Linked DNA regions of Rattus norvegicus: region 2 is linked to region 1. Evidence: chromatin contacts called from public Hi-C data. All regions are on one chromosome and are shown on one strand. Each heading gives the region's core, a stretch centred on a gene start, on an enhancer-like site or on the middle of the called end of the contact. The rest is flanking DNA. Distances are from core to core; before and after follow the strand shown.

Evidence for each region. Hi-C and Micro-C count contacts between places; a contact is called where the count stands out from the background.
Region 2: a Hi-C map of psoas muscle shows a contact between it and region 1, with 8 times the contacts expected there. The contact joins the enhancer-like site here to the promoter of Gpcpd1 in region 1. A contact is called at or near these places in 2 of 12 Hi-C or Micro-C datasets (Schwann cells and psoas muscle).

Annotation. Positions count from the first base shown.
Region 1 is chr3:140,283,527-140,287,095 of GRCr8, forward strand. It overlaps Gpcpd1 (glycerophosphocholine phosphodiesterase 1), which reads right to left and starts at 1,819. Exons shown (of 20, transcript NM_198779.2): 1 at 1,745-1,819. All of the region lies in intron 4 of LOC120101670 (a long non-coding RNA gene), which reads left to right.
Region 2 is chr3:140,350,326-140,353,894 of GRCr8, forward strand. All of the region lies in intron 3 of LOC102552951 (a long non-coding RNA gene), which reads left to right. Among named protein-coding and RNA genes, the nearest start is that of Shld1, 40 kb to the right of the region's middle. Within about 2 kb of position 1,811, at least 2 of the 93 cell types and tissues checked have an H3K27ac peak or open chromatin away from gene starts, as enhancers often do.

The sequences.
Region 1 (3,569 bases), core at 569-3,068:
TTCCAGCCGAATTTGAACAGTTATTTTAACTTAATCTGCTTACTTATTGGAGGCTGGGTCTCACACCCTGGCTGACTTTGAATTCACAGATCAGTCTGCCTCAGCCTCTTAAGTACCCGGGGAAAGAAAAAAAAAGGCAGTCTGCACTGTTGCCTCTATCTGGCCCATGAGTTTTTAAATGCCACTGTAACTTACTGACATCAAAACTTTTCACAGTTCCTCCTGGCAAAATAAAGTTTATACCTTTTTTGCTGAACATTAGCAGCTAGTTTCAGACCTAACTAGTTTATCGGCTTAGGAAGTATACTGGAGATTTAAGGTAACCGAGGGTACAGGAACACTCAGTTTACAGCTGAACTGAAGGAGGGTATTTTTAGCTAAAGCATGTATTTCTGGCTAAAAAGAACATCTGTGTTTTCCTTTAAAACTTTTCAAAGGAAAAAAAGTCGTTTCCAATTCTCCTCACTCCTAGATTCTAGCAGCTTTGATCCTCAGACTATCCTATAATCAAAAATAAATAAATAAATAAATAAATAGTTACGTGGCCACATTGATGTCTGCTTATCTTGGTGGGGGGTCATTATGACCCCATTTCTCAGATCTCTATATACTTTTAGGCAATATTTTACTCGAGCATGAAAACAAGAATGGGTTTTTCATTAAGCAAGGGCTAAAGGAGTGTTGTTTAAACCAAATTAACATTTTCATCAGCTTTAGACATGCAATGGGCTTTTTTCCAAATGCAGTTCATTTCATGTTGACATTATTTTCATATGTATTTATCGTACGTTTTTATTAAATACAAATAGTTGACTCACCCACCAACTTTTTGTACACACCAAATAGTAATATACAGTTTTCTTTTGTGTTTACCAATTCTCTGGGTCCAAATTTCCTGCATCTTTCTTTGCAGATTTAAATTCTGTTTACAACACTGATTTTCCACCCTCCCATCCCCCCAATCCCCAGTATACAAGCCATTGCATGAAGTTTAGCAGTTTTATTTTGTGCTGTTTGTTTCTAGAACATTGAGCAATTTGGGGGGTGGAGGTGGGTTGACAGCTTGTTTTAGTTTTCCTTATTGTGTTAAAAACCTGTAACAGGCAGCGGCTTAAAGTGCAAAGTGGGCAGGAGCCCCAGGGCCGCAGGGGACAGGAGTTGGGGGAGTGGGGGACACTAGCCCCAACCATGCTGCCTGCATAGTCAGAGAATTCCTAGAAACCGGCAAACTCCCGGTTTCCTCCCACCACCTCGCGCTTTTGGCAAGACCCAACAGATGAAGTAGCACGGGGCAGCTACTGTCTCTAAGCCGGCGATGCCAAGAGGACCGCAGCCCTAAAACGTCACCGAGGGCACCAACGAGGAGCTACACAGCAGCCCTGGGTTCTCCCCATCCGACTGTACTGTCATCCGGAGTTTCTTTTCATGGGCACTAATTTTTAGGCAATTTGGGGAAATAAGCAGCTGTCAAAACGGCGCGAGTCACCAGTGCCAGCGCGAGGTGGCTGAGGTGGGAGGCAAGGAGGGTTTCGGCTCCAGCTCCTCCGTTTTCTTTGTTCCCCTATTCTCTACCCGGTATTTCCGTGGCTGTCCTGGTCACGCTGCTCAGTAGGACCGAGGGGCCGCGTGGCAGCCCGGGCTCCAGCCGCACTGCGACTCCGGAACACCAGGCCGCCCGCCCGCCCGCCCGCTCGCCCGCCCGCCACTCCGCGTGAGCGCCGCCCGCACCGCCGGCCCCCCTCACCTGCCACTCCGTTCCGCGCCGCGCCGGGAGCCTGGGCCGCGGCCGACTAAGCCGAGAGTCTGCGCCTCGCCAGCGCTCCCTTAGGTGACCGGTGGCAGCACTGAGCCCAGCTCACAGTCACCTCTCAAACCGGTTTCAGCTGCCCTAAACTGCCAGCCCTCCCCGCGGGGCGGGTCGAAGGACGGCGGGGCGGGGCCTGACGTCACGCCCGGTTCTGTCCTGGCCAATCGGTGCCCGCGCGCCAGGGGGCAGGCTGCAGGTTCCTGGAAGGCCGGCCCAGAAACCTGAGGTGGCCGAAGAGCTTAGCCAGGCGGCTCTGGGTCAGCTGAGGCACTGCTGGTCAAGGTGGTGCGCCTGTAATCCCAGTGTTGGGGAGGTTGCGCAAGTGAACTGAGAGTTCGAGGACAGCCACGGCTGTAAAGTGAGAGCCTGTCTCAAAAAGATGAGGGAGCCCTGTGTTTTCTAGAAACTTGCTTTCCTTACAAAACAATTGCAGACTGAATCCTTAAAGCTAAAACACGGGCCCCGGCATAGCTCAGTGGATAACGGCATTGACCACAAAGTTTGAAGATCTGAGTTCAACCCCTGGGACCCCCGTAGGATAGAGACCAGACTCCCGTTGACTTCTAGAAGCCTGCTGTCACAAACTCCAAATAAATCAATAAAGACCAAATAGACCCTCCTCTCTAGAATTGTTCTTTGCTTTCTAAAGCTACCCCCCTCTTCCCTCCCTCCCTCCCTTCCTCTCTCTCTCTCTCTCTGTTTTCCTTCAACCCTAAATCAGCCCGAGATCAAATCAACCACTAGGTAACTTCTAATTGGGTTTCACTTAGATTTAGATAGTGAACAGAGTCATCTTTTCCTATTGAAGGTTCACTGCTGTTCATCTGCTAATTGCCGTTAGCCATACTTCAGTGATGAAGTTTTTCAAGAGTCTGCTTCCTTTGAATATTTATGGTAGCTCTCTATTCTCCTATAATCACCATGTAGTCAAACTACTATTTGTGGAATATTTATGGTTCAGATGGTAGACCTAACCCATGCCCCTCTCTAAATCCTCTTGCTTGATACAGATCTGTAATCCCAGAATCTCCGTTGTCTAGGATAAGAACAGTAGCTCATTTTGTAAGTTTTTAAAATGTGTTCATGGGAAAGGTTCTCAATTTAAGAGCTCAACCTGGATTTGTGTTCTGCCCGTTACCATCTGTGAATATAAGTCTTCAGTAAAAGATTCATTGCTACTAATGGATTTTGACAGAGAATTCCAGGGAACCCACTTAACTTTCTTAATTTCAAATTTCCTAGAGGTAAGGTTAGGCTGTTTGATGCCAAAACTGTTCCAGTTTTGATTACTGAAATTAGTTTTATTTGATTCAACTTCTGATATGCATTTTAACATGAGAATTACTTAATATACTTTTTATGGAAACAAACCACCAATTATTTCTCCTACTGGAGTTAGTGGCCTTCTGTGGGCACTATTTTACTGGATTTAATATTACGAGTCTGTACTTTTGTCATAAATACTGGTTTTTTTGTGCATCTCTGCATTTGAGTGCATGTTTTAGTTTGTTTTTCTCCCTTGGTGAGTATAGCTGTTATTAGCTTGTTTCGTGCACATTTTTTCCCTAGAAAATTATTATGGCTAAGATAAGACTGATAAGTATCTCTTGTCCCACTTTCTACTATAGCTTTATTATCAGCATCTTTATCTGTCTCCGTGATATCAGTTATGTGGTTTGTGTACCTCGTGGTGGCCAGGAGTCCTAAATCATAGCCTGTACTCTGTAACACATCATGTAGGTCATGGCCTCAAGAACTTCCA
Region 2 (3,569 bases), core at 561-3,060, 67 kb after region 1:
CGGGTTATGCCACTGAATGGGGTCACAGAAAATCTGGAAGCAGTAAAAGGTAACTGAGCCCCTAGAATTAAAAATTAACTCAAAATCAAATGCATCATAAATCTAAGACGTTTCTGCCAGCGCTCGCTTATGCCACACCGCACCATGCAGTTTTTATCCTAACCTTGGGTCTGAACACAATGTGTGAGCTCCGCTACCCTGCAACGCATAGCCAACCGGAACCGCCCAAAACACGCCCGCTCAGACTCCAGGCCACTGTGTGGTTTTGGTTTTTACTGTTAATAGAAACACGGCGGTTTAATTACAGAAAGCAAAGACACCTAATATTCCTAATATCCTACTGATATTCTTTAGCATTAAACTAGTATACGTTTGGATTATATTGGGTCAAGTGCTTGATTTTAAAAATTGCTGTTTGAGTTACTGACTCAAGTGTCATTAAAAAATACTCACAAAGCAACACCTGGCGTGGTGGCGCATGACTTTAATTTCAGCACGTGGTAGGCAGAGGCAGTATGATCTTTATGAGTTCAAGTCCAGTTGAGGGCTAACTAGTGAGACCCTGTCTTCAAAAAACTGGAAAAACAGGATCACTAAAAGAATTTTAGTTTGGTTTTAGGACAGAATTTCTAGGCTGGTGAGATGGTTCTCAATGAAAGCATTTGCTGTGTAAGCCTTAGGGCCTAAGCTCAATCCTCAGAGACCATTTGACAGGAGAGGATAAACCCTCTGACCTCCACAAACATGCTATGCACATGCTATATACATGTGTGTCACATACACATGTACACACTAATGATAAAATTTAAAATAATTTTTTAAAAGCTTTGTTTTAAAGATTCTCTCTCTCGTGTATGTGTGTGTGTGTGTGTGTGTGTGTGTGTGTGAGAGAGAGAGAGAGAGAGAGAGAGAGAGAGAGAGAGAGAGAGAACATGTGCCACTGTATGTGGGTACCACAGGAGTCCAGAACTCTATGTGAGCCTTCCTAGAGCTGTAGTTATAGGCAGTTGTCACTGCCTGACATGGGTGTTTGGAACTCAAGTCCTCTGAATGGCAGCAAGTGCTCTCAACTCCTGAGCCATCTCCCAGGAGTCCTAAAAACTAAAAATAACTAAAATTTTAAAAGGAATTTCCAACAATCTCTGAAAGGGTTCTAAACATACCTCTGCCATTTTTCTCTATGTGTTTATTTGAAGTACTCTCTGTTCAGAATTATAAAAACAAAGAATTGATCAACTTTGAAAAACATTGAAGACCCTGTGTCTTGTAGCAGCAAATATTTGCCACAATTTCACTCTTTATGTAACATCTAGCTCCTTTCTGTGCACATTTGCTCTATTCTTTTTTTTTTTTTTTTTTTTGGTTCTTTTTTTCGGAGCTGGGGACCGAACCCAGGGCCTTGCGCTTCCTAGATAAGCGCTCTACCACTGAGCTAAATCCCCAGCCCCTCTATTCTTTAATAAATGGTAACAATCATTTGTCTCAGACTTCCAGGTGCTGGGATAAAAGACCATTCAATTCCCAAAGAATTGCTTTGAAATATTTTTTAAGATTTGTATCTGTAAATGTTTGATTTATATATTTATTTTATTATATGCTTATATGCCTGGGGTCCTGTAAAAACTTCTCAGGCAAAAAGAGGCTTGTGGGAAAAGTTTAAGAAGGGATTGAGCTGGGAGCCTTCTGCTCCTTCATGCAGCTACCCACTGCCAAATGAGGAAAAACAAACTGCCGAGTGTTCTTGACTGTGCTTGTGAAGGGTACAGAGATTCACTGTGTACTGGCTCTGACATTTCCCCTTACCCAGGGACAGATAGGTTTATGGCTGTCCCATCTTATACACAGAGTCCTGTTGATAGTCCAGCCACTTGGTGGGACAGATAAGTGTGCAGGCTTGCAAAAAGCAAACCAGCTACTTACTTAGGATCCAAGTTGGGCTAAGGGCACGGTTCACAGAAAGGCATTTGCCTAGCTTGAGGCCTTGGATTTACACACGGAAACTGTAAAAACAAGGAAAACACAAGGAGCTAGATGTCGTGATGCCCATGTTATCCCAGAACACAGGAAATTCATAGGTACAGGGCCAGCTCAGGCCACATAGTGCCTGTGCTGCACGTGACCCTGCTTTTAAAGTTATTTTCTTTTCAATCTACCAAGTTGTTTAAGGTTAGTCTAAAATAGAACACTTCAGTAATTTGATCAGTACAGAATAAGAACTCCTTCTCAGAGAGGGAACGGACAGAAAGTGATACTGTTGGCCCTCTACCCTGTGGAACCTTCCAGGAATGAGCAGGTAGTGCTGTATCAGCTCTCCTCAGTTGCCTGCTTCTGAACGACTTTCTTGTGTCACCAAAACCTAACCCTTATATAGTACACGTTTCTGACTGAAAATTTAGTATATAATCTAATTGGCTAGAAGACATGGATTTTAATCTATAGAATATGAACTTAATGAAGAAGTGGAATCTAGGAGCTGGAGAAATGGCTGAGCAGTTAGGAGTTTTGGCTGATCTTCAGAGGACCCAGGTTCAGTTCCCTCAGAGGACCCAGGTTCAGTTCCTTCAAAGGACCTAGGTTTAGTTCCCAGAACCCACATGATGAGTCAAAATCATCTCTAACCAGTTCCAGAGGATCCCATGCCCTCTTCTGGCTTCCTTAGATGCTAGGCACACTCATGGTATACATACAGGCCCACAAACAAGTCTCATACCCATAAAAATAAAAATAATTTATATTTTAAAAATTGAAATCAAGACAAGCAAATGCAATAATCCTGTCTTGGGTGATAGCATCCTGTTAGGGAGGGCTGCTTCCTTACCTGTTTGCCTTCTTAACGACATTTGTCTATTTTATTGTACTGTATGAGTGTTTGACCTACATGTATGTACGTACATCATACATGTCCTTGTGCCCATGAAGGTCAGAAGAAGGCATAAGATCCTGTGGACCTGGAGTTACAGATGGTTGTGAGCAACTGCATGGATTCCAGGAACTAAACCCAGGTCCTCTGGAGGGTTAGCAAGTGGCACCACTCTTAACTGCTAAGCCATCTCTCCAGCCCTTAAAATTGTTGTTTTGCTGTTTTGTTTGTCATTGGTATGCACAGAGATGTAATTTAGTCTGATCCGGATTTTTCTCAAACATATTACATATGTTTTATCTATTTTATTAGCACCAGATGTTAAAATTGAAAAGTGTGTGTGTGTGTGTGTGTGTGTGTGTGTGTGTGTGTGTGTGTGTGTGTGTGTATTTCTTTTCTTTTTCTTTTTGTTTTGAGAAAGGGTCACGCAGAGGACCTCAAATTCACAGATACTCACCTGCCTTTGCCTCCTGAGTTCTGGGATTAAAGGTGTGCACCACCATGTCCAGTCAATAAATCTCTGTCATAAGGACACTGTCCTCATTTCTGGAAAAGAAGAAACCTGAGGCTAGAGAGGTGGCTGTTGGTAAAGGGCGTTTGTTTGCTCTTCCAGAGGATCCAGGTTAGGGTCCCAGCACCCATGTCAGAGAGTGCACAACCATCTGTAACTCCAGCAACAGGGGATATGATGCCCTCTTCTGGCCTCCAT